Regions from separate parts of the Danio rerio genome. Here region 1 is linked to region 2. Evidence: chromatin contacts called from public Micro-C data. All regions are on one chromosome and are shown on one strand. The core of a region is the stretch at or near the end of the contact, and the rest is flanking DNA. Distances in the headings are between cores, read along the strand shown. Region 1 overlaps emp2 (epithelial membrane protein 2). Region 2 holds the start of LOC141381205.

Evidence for each region. Hi-C and Micro-C count contacts between places; a contact is called where the count stands out from the background.
Region 1: a contact with region 2 is called in a Micro-C map of caudal fin, with 4 times the contacts expected there. The contact joins the enhancer-like site here to the promoter of LOC141381205 in region 2. A contact is called at or near these places in 3 of 18 Hi-C or Micro-C datasets (caudal fin, hematopoietic stem cells and an unstated tissue) and 1 of 4 datasets of contacts at active chromatin or transcription factors (caudal fin).

Annotation. Positions count from the first base shown.
Region 1 is chr3:25,784,189-25,789,130 of GRCz12tu, reverse strand. All of the region lies in intron 1 of emp2 (epithelial membrane protein 2), which reads right to left. LOC137490126 (a long non-coding RNA gene) reads left to right here. Exons shown (of 8, transcript XR_011009492.2): 3 at 2,655-2,815. Among named protein-coding and RNA genes, the nearest start is that of emp2, 18 kb to the right of the region's middle. Within about 2 kb of position 2,685, at least 28 of the 62 cell types and tissues checked have an H3K27ac peak or open chromatin away from gene starts, as enhancers often do. A contact at or near this core is called in caudal fin, where this site is marked.
Region 2 is chr3:25,729,826-25,734,555 of GRCz12tu, reverse strand. LOC141381205 reads right to left here and starts at 2,667. Exons shown (of 2, transcript XM_073944526.1): 1 at 400-2,667. The coding sequence starts at 925.

The DNA of each region.
Region 1 (4,942 bases), core at 1,436-3,935, 55 kb before region 2:
ATTGCTTATTTTAAGCTATTGTTGGTTAATTTTGCTTTAGATATCTTGCACTGTCAGCAACAAAAAATACATTCATTCATTTTCTTTTCGGCTTAATGCCTTTATTAATCTGGGGTCGCCACAAGGGAATGAACCACCAACTTATCCAGCATATGTTTTACGCAGCGGATGCACTTCCAGCTGCAACCCATCACTGGGAAACATCCATACAGTCATTTACACGCATATACTATGGTCAATTTAGCTTACCCAATTCACATACACCACATGTTTTTGGACTGTGGGGGAAACCAGAGCACCTGCTGGAAACCCACGCAAACACGTGGAGAACATGCAAACTCCACAGAGAAATGCCAACTGAACTAGCTCGAACTAGCGACCTACTTGCTGTGACTTGATTGTGCTACCCACGGCAACACCGTGCTGCCTATACAACAAAAAATTATTATTTAAATAATTATTTAAAACATTATAGTCAAATTAAACATGTAAAACTATTTAGTTAAGCCATGAGACCTTATGATTTGTGTTGTAGAAGCTACACTAAAATAATCTGACATAAATATTTAAGTTTAATCAAACTAACTTTGCAAGTCATTTCATCTTGCATCAATTAAACTGACTTAAAGCGTCAAGTAATAAATAAATTATTATATTCAAGTAATTCAACTTATTAAAATTCAAGTAACAAAAACATGTTGTCGTTAATTTTTTATCATATAGTTTTTTATTCTTTATTTATAATGCCTTTGCTGTTTGATTTTATTATAAATATTTCTGATTCTTCCTCATTTAAGCTTCTTTTTTTTTTTTTTTTTTTTGCTGAAAAACACAGTCAGCTTCCACCTACGTCACACACGTGAGTGAACTGCTAATTTAGCTTTCCGTGATTCACTGCAGCACAGCCACATACAGACAGCCTATATATATCCCAGCCCTGCACCACAGCCGCTCCGAGCCATTTATGAATGGCCTTTTCCCCCCTTCACCTTGTATAGTGGGTGCTAGTTTATACTAGATGTGAGAAAGCCATTTTTTGCACTGAAATGCTTTAATGCTCAGTACTTGAGGATACAATAAATAATAAAAAAAGACACCCCAAAGGAAAAAAAATATGCTCCATAATATTGTTGTAAAATAGATCACATTTACAAAACCATACACAGCGAACAGTGTTTCAGTTTGTCAGATAACACAATTCTTTACAAGGTTAGATATGTTAATATAGACAAGCCTTAAACTCTGAAATACAAGACATTTTCTGAAGATAAAAGAGGTGTATTACTGAAGGATTTTGCAGATCTTAGTTTGTAGAGTTCAGAATAGGCTTGGTGTGAATGAATGTATGAAAATGTATGGGTCTTTTCTTGTTATTAGACAAGAGCACAAAAAAGGTGAAAAGAACAAAGTGAAAGAAAACACATATTCTTAAAATAAAGTACCAATGAGAACCTGCAGCTTTCACATGTTAAAGTGAAAGTTTTCTTAATCAAGATTAAGCTGTTTTGCTCTCTGTGTATGTGGTGTTATGATCATCCAACCTGACCTGAGGTGGCGCCATTGAGCTAAGATACAAAACGCTTGCAGCATTATAAACAAGCATCTATCAGAGTGATTATATTAGGTTTTTACATCTCTGTAAAAAAAAAAAACTAGGAGACTACTTCGAAGTTATCTTAATAAAATGTTCAGTTGTGCTTTATTTTATAAACTGCTGATAATGTGTTTTCAACATTTAAAACAATATTCAGATCACTTTTAGTAATAATTTGTAACAACAGGTTAATATAATAATGACATTTGTTTAGAGTTACAACCTCGCAATATTCAAGGTTTGAAAACTTGTAATATCTATAAAATATAGAAAGTAGTTCATAAGATAAGACCTAAAGTATCATTTTACTTATAATAAAAATGATACTTATACTATCATTTAGTCATGACATACTTATAATGGCAAATAAGACAGACATACAGATTTTTATTTTAATATAAATTAATAATCCCCCCCAAAAATTAACTATCATTATCTCATCGCAAATCAGAAAACATGTCAAAAATGGCAAATGTCAAAGCTTCATCAAAATTAAACGATAATAAAAATATTAAACATGACTTTCAAGGAAAGACATTTATTTATTTATTTATTTATTTTTATTTTTATTTTTTTTAAGATGATAAAAAGTCAACAACATGCGTAGAAGCTAACGTGACAGTTTTTATTATTGAGTGGTCTGTCCCTAAAAAGGATGTGGCACTTGAGCGGTGCAGTTTAGGCGGGAAAATGGTGAACGTGGAAAGGGTTTCGCTTTCAGCTCAGCAGCAGCTTAAGAGAAGTCAGAGAAAAAAAGCACAATGTGGGCTGGTAGCTACAGGAGGATGCTCATCCAGATGTTTTACAATCACAAGCCTGAAAAATCTTTTCACGGTTACTCTTAAGGTCAGCGAAGGTACTGTGAAGCAAATCAAGGGTGGGTTTTAATAGAGACGGAGAATGTTGGTCATGTAGTAGAAGTTCTCTGGAGACTGTCATTACCTCGGGCTCTGTACATTAGCTGTCTGTCTTTGGGAAGAGTGTAAAGTGGGAGGCTGGTCTCATTAAAACGCAGTGTATCGTGGTCTCGGTTCACATATGTTGTTCATTTTCTCTGCAGCTGCCTTCCTGTGCTCTGCTGAGGGGAGGAACCAGGGGAGGAGAACCGTGAGACCAAAAACTCAAAACACCATGCCCACAAATCTGCGATTTGAACCAGGAAATGTGTTGAGCAGATGATTCAGATGCCATGAATACATTCAAGGGATACTTAGACAATATGTATGTGATTTTTTTCTCTCTCAGTTGAACACTAAAGAAGAATTTGTCCACTGCCACAATACTTTTTTCTTCATAGTAGAATATTAATAACTTCCTAAAAATTCATTTTATATTTAATATTTTAAATGAATTGAGGGTGAGTAAATGACAAAGTATATTTGATGAATTATTCATTTTCATAGATTCAATTAAATGGTTTAATCTAACATTTTAAAGTTGGCAAGAAATTACAATTCTCACTATATGTTTGTTACAAGTATAGTTCACCCAAAAACTTGAATTCTGTTGTCATGACTTGTTTCAAATTATTTTGAGATTGTTTTTCTTCTTCTGTGGAGCACAAAAGAAGATACACTGAAAAATGTTGGAACCCACAGTTACTATTGATATTCGTTCATTTTCTTTTTAGCTTAGTCCCTTATTTATCAGGGGGTTGCCACAGCGGAACGAACTGCCAACTTAGCCAGCATATGTTTTACGCAGCGCCTTAGAGTTGACCTTAGAGCTGCATCCCCTCACTGGGAAACATCCTTACACTCTCATTTACACCCATACACTACGGACAATTTATCTTACCCAATTCACCTATAGCGCATGTCTTTGGACTTGTGGGGGAACCGGAGTGCCCAATGGAAACCCACGCCAACACGGGAAGAACATACAAACTTCACATAGAAATGCCAACTGACCCGGCCGAGGCTCGAACCAGTGACCTTCTTACTTTGAGGCGACAGTGCTACTCACTGCGCCACCGCTCCACCCTTACTATTGATATAGTATGTATTATTTGTTTTTCCTTCTATGGATGTCACCAGTTTCCAACATTCTTCGAAATATCTCAATTTTCATTTTTGGGTGAACAATATTTTTACATAAATCCATGTCATAGCTCTTAGTTCATCGAACAGAAAACCTTTAATGCATGTGTAATGCAATCGTTTACACAACAACAGGCTGAACCTTAACCTGTCATAGGTCATAATATAAAGTGTTATTTCTTGTTTACATAGACTGTGTAAAACTAAATTGTTTTGCCATGCGAGCTTGCAGTCATATATGACCAATTTGCATGTGTACATCCATAGTTTTTAAGCGTCACAGAAACAAGTCCTTTTTTTCCTTTTTTATTTATTTTGACTCTAGGATGTGCAGTCTAAATGTGCATTTGCACTTTGTAAAATTTTAAACTGAGAGACCATGGCAATTGATTTGAACCGCTGCATTTCCAAGAGTGCCTAGGAGGCGCCTGTTGATTTGCTGAAATCCATAATGCCACAAATGTGGCATTTAACACAGAGAAGCAGTGTTTTGCTGTTTATGTCACTATAGTGACTGTGAATCGTGGGAGATTGAGGACAAAAATTCCTGTAGACATGAGGAAAAATGAAAGCCTTTGACTAGATAGAGGCCCACAACACAGATAATGCATGAGGAAGAACATACTGAAAATTGTATGTTGGCTACACACAGGGATAATGTCTGTGCTTGGTCGCTTCAGGGCTTTTAGAACAAAGGATCTACTGTAGAAGTTCACTGAAGCCAAGGGCAAACGTGCAATCAGCTTCACGGGTGATTCACTTCAGCCTTTACAGGAACTCTGTACCTGTAATCATCAAAGGCAGAAATGGACAACCACACAGCTATTAAGGAATATACGGGGTTCAATATTTAGGCCAATCAATGAGCAAGCACTGTATTTATACTACAAAAATAAAATAAAAATATTTTTTAAAGAAAATGAATAAATAATACACTTAATAGAAGTGAACGAGATTGATTGTTATTGTTTCAATAATACAGCCAAATATTGTAAATGATTCTATCATGAAGAAAATGTTAACATAAATTTACCTAGTTATTTCTGGTTTTTATATTTAGTTTATTCCAAACTTCCTCACCTTTACAACATAAAGTGTACAACCAAAATAAGTGTAAAATGTAGGATTTTAGCAACTTTACAGTTTAAATAATGCACTTTTGCAAGTGCTTCTCTAAAAACAATTGCATTTTTTGTTATTAAATCCTTCAAGAAATGAACAGAGGCAATTATTGAATCTAAACCCTAACTGCTAATGTTAAAAACATTTCTGTTCAGTAAAAAAAAAGATTAAATAAAAATAGTATATG
Region 2 (4,730 bases), core at 1,418-3,917:
ATCGCCATGTTCCATCCCTTTTACGCACCAACACTACAGGCGCTGCCCATGGGCTATAGCTTTCTTCAATGACATCTGCTTTTAAAAGTTTTGTCACTTGTTGCTGTATTTCTTGTCTTTGTTCAGGAGTAACACGGTAAGGCCTTTGTTTGATTGGCAGGGCTTCCCCCGTCCGAATTCGATGTTTAATCATGCCTGTTCTCCCTCTGTCATCAGAATCCTTACTAAAAATATCACAGTACTTAGTCAACAGCGCTGTTAGGGATTCAACTTGGGATGCCGACAGATCTGAATTATCAATGGATACAGAGGGGGTAGCGGCCGAAGGATCAGATAGAATATTACAACATTCTCCCTCCAAAACTGTTGAGTCAAGAGCAGAAAGAAATTGAAACTCACCCAGGTGCTGGCCTGCATGGATTTCGATGTCTTCCTCTGTGGTATTCAAAACCCGCACTGTAGTCAGACCATTTCGAACCTCGCTGAGGGTGTGTGCAACAGCCACATTACTAGCCGTGTTGGGTTCCAGGACACCTGTGTAGGCTGTTGGCACAGGAGAAACAGCTGTTGCTCCCGCAACACATGCTGTGATAACCGTTTCACTCCATGGCGGTAGTTTGGTAGATGCAAGCACAGAAACATTACAACAGGCTGCAGCTTCATGACCTGTAGAGAGCAAGGGAAGCTCAAAATTCCATAAGGACATTTTCTCATTTGTCACATCAATCAGAGCATGATGCTTTTGTAAGAAGTCCCAGCCCAAAATAATAGGATGGTGTGCACCCCTAACGACCTGGAAATCATGCTGCAGTAACTCTGTGCCAAGTCTCATGCCCAAAACTAAAACTCCTAAAGTGTCCAGACATTGTCCAGTGACAGAGCGTGCAAGCACCATGGAAGTTTTTATGGGGCGTTTTCTCAACATGGGATGAGAATTTCGAAAGTCTTCCCCAACAATAGAAATAGTAGAGCCAGTGTCCACAAGAGCAGAGACCTCAACTCCTTCCACAATTGCCAAAATATTTGCTGACACTTTGTTGGGACTTTGTATGTGCTCATAGTTTTTACTAACTGTAAAATCGGTGTGAGGCAGGGAGGTTGAAGCTGATGTTTGCCCCTCAACATCAGCTAGTGGAAGTTTCCCTGTTGTTTGTATGGGTGTTGGCTGTCAGGGGACTGAAAGCGTACAACGCGTCGGCTCTGGGGGCTCTCATCTCTACTCCACCGACGAACTGGGCTAGGGCTGCGAGCCCGTCTATATTCGTCATTACGATACCTGCGGTCTGAAAAGTTCGAAGCCCTTTCTGATGAGTAATAAGGTCTAACTTTGTCACCTCCCCATGAGTTGTCACTGTCCCCTGTCATTGTGCGACGCCAATCAGTTGACACTGCAGCATCCTTTCGCCAGCTCTTAGATGAATGAGCATTATCAGACTGATGTTGTGGATTATGATATGTTGGTGAAGGGCTACGTGTCACTCTAGGCTGTTGCTTTACTGAAGGAATTTTGTTTCTCTCCCAGAATTCCAAACAGTGTGTGAGATGAGCATTTTTCTCTTGTAGCTGGCGTACATCATTTTTCAGTTCATTCACAGTTATTGTTAATTGCTCCACAGCCTGAAGTAACTTTCCCTCAGTATGATGAGACTGCACAGCGGCCACTTGATTTTGATTTTGTGTAGACTGAATTGACCCTGCATGAAGTTGCATAGCTGCACGGGCCCGTTCACAGCGACATGCAACTATAAGGGCTTGATCCATATCTGTTGCACCTTGTTCATGAATTTTTGCTTGCAAAGCTGGGTCCAATCCAGCCACAAAACGTCTAAACTTTTCACCTTCCTGGGCAATAATATCATAGTCAGGAAAAGCCTCTAGGACAAGACGAGTAATATCAGCGCTGAATACTTCTAAACTTTCACCAATTTTCCGAGGGCGAGCATTCACATGAGTTTGGAAAAATGGCAATGACTGTTGAAGCCCAAAAACATGCTTTAGTCTCTCTGTCACTGTGTTGTAGTTAGTCTTTACAGGAGTTGGAAGGCTGTCCCAATACAAAAAGGCAGCATCAGATAGCCGTGTTGGCAACACGGATGATAACATGTTCATCAAATCTGTTCCTTGTGGTGTCATTGCTCTAACAGCCACTTCAAAACGACGAGCCCAACTAGAAAATGATTCAGTGCCATCCCCTTTAAATGCAGCTGGAAGTTCAATGTGTAAATTGCCTGCCACAAAAGGTGCCAGTGGCTGCTGGTTTACGCTGCCACTAGCACTGGATGAACTAGAGGATGAATTGGCAGAAGAGCTGGCAGCAGCAGCAGCAGCAGCAGACTCAGGCTCAGACATACTTTCTGTTCATTTGTTTGTATCTCACCCTTGTGTGGCAAGTCGTGTGGTTGTTCTTCCGAATATTTACACAATTATCACTTCATAAATCCGGTGACACAATCGGAGAGCAAAGTCCAAATGGTGCCAATTTCGCGGCAGTCAAGTTAATAAAACTCCGCGAAAAGCGCCAAAAATGCAAAAATAACCCAGCTGCCACCAAATGTAATATAGGGTTCGAGTATTTTGCGTGACTCACTCTCAAAGTAAATAAAATAAATCACCGGAGACGGCTTGTGAAACGTGACCTGTCTTTACTTCTTTTCACCAGTCAGCGCTTACAAATGTAACAACCAACCTGGCATTCAGCCAATCAGAATGTACAAAGATGAAGATCCAAGTAAATCTAACATTTCGAACAGTAACGCAGATTCCACACTTTAACTACCATCTATCTGAACATATTTTTAATCTTACACCATTACTTCCATTAATTACCTGGTCCTGCAGATCAATATATTGGAGCATGTTACAAAACTCCTTGCGCCAGGTTCTTGTTGCAAGTCCAATGCTTTATTGATAAGCGTTCCAGTCAGTACAACAATATTAAACTTCTGCAACTGATCCAAAATAATAATGGGAATCATAAAGAGTGGGGATATTGTTCACGATAAAGTTATCTGTCATAAAGAGCTCCAAAATTGCAGTTTGTTGCTTTGCGCAGTGAGCAATAACTGTCCTAAAATTAGTTCTGAGATCAGTCTTAATCAATTGTATATGTAACTCACGAAACATGCTTAAGAATGGCTCTTAGTTCCTTTAGGAGAACTTCAAATAAAACAAAGAGACTTCAAAATGCACGACACATAATAGACATACATGACATTATCCGACTTTTGAGTTTAAGTTAAATATACAAATGCATTTAAACTTTTATTTCATAAAATCATGTTAAACCAACTCAGTTGCATTTAATTGTGTAAATAGTGTTGCTAATAGTAAATACATTTGCTAAACAGACTTATCGGATGGAAATCCTGCTCTTAAATATGTTCATCTAATGAGTTATGTTTTATGAGTGTATACGGTGCATTCTCAGCATCCAAACTCATTCATTTTTGCTCACTTTTTGCTGATATAGGCATGCATTATATAGGGATTGGTGAATAGTTAAACACGTGAGCAGCTTCTGATACCCTTTAATCTTTTAGTTAGTAATATGGTTAATGTTCTTGTTGTGAATGGGCCTTAAAATGAATACTCTCTTTCCAAGTATGGTCATTGCTGTAATTAACTTTCACACACACTTAAAAGGCAACAAAACACTGAATGTACATTCAATGAATGATAATGTGTCACAGCAAAGACCGGTTCCTCTCAAGCATTCCTTCAAATAAATTGGATTAAATGAACACTTGGCAGAAATCCTGGATCATCCGTGACACATCTACCGCTCCGCTTGGAATCATCAAGGCGCTTTATTGAACAGAAGTCAAGTTGTTCTAGTATAACAAGTGTGGGCTGTGTATGTCAAATCCACCACTGTCCATATCACTATCTGGAAGTGCTGTAGATCAACAGGGATGTCACAAGAGGACACTTGTTAGCGTGTGTTGAACATGTCTCTGGCCCTTCAGGATGAGTGTGTGTCATGGATATGGTTTTGTACATCCTCCGCTCTCCTGGAGTGCTCGCCGATCGCCCTCGTGTTCATTGAAGTGGGCTCTACAATCCTTTGTCCTGGCCTTTAAATGTGGAGTATGGCCAAGTTTTGAAGAGCAACATCTAATCCCACAGACACGACTGCTCGCGCTAGCCTTGTAGGCTAATCTGCGCAGGAGAGCGAGTGGGCCTGAAGGAACTGGAGCAGATTTAAGTCTTTGTCTTTGGGGTCTGGAAGAAAGACCCATCACATGGGGGCTTAACTCGGTTTCTCCACTGTGATTTATAGAGGCTTCTTCTCAAAGGGCTGAGGAAAAGCATCTTTTACATGCAGCAACTTAAATAAGATGAATTCTTTGCTTAAATAAATAAATGATGTTAGAGTAAATAAAGGCAACAAAGTGGCTTAGTGGCTAGCACTGTCACCTTACAGCAAAAAAGTTGTTGGTTCGAGTCCCGGCTGGGTCAGTTGGCATTTCTGTGTGGAGTTTGCAAGTTCTCTTTTTTTCGCAAGGGTTTCCACGTGGTGATAAGTTGGTGGTTCATTCTGCTGTGGTGACCCCTGATGAATAAAGGGAGTAAGCCGAAGAAAAACTGAATGAATGAATGAATGAATGAATGAATTAAATAAATTTTATACATCATCTCAATTAATTAATTTTCCTTTAGCTTAGGCCATTATTTGTGAGTGGTCACCACAGTGGAATTAACCACCAACTATTCCAGCATATGTTTTATGC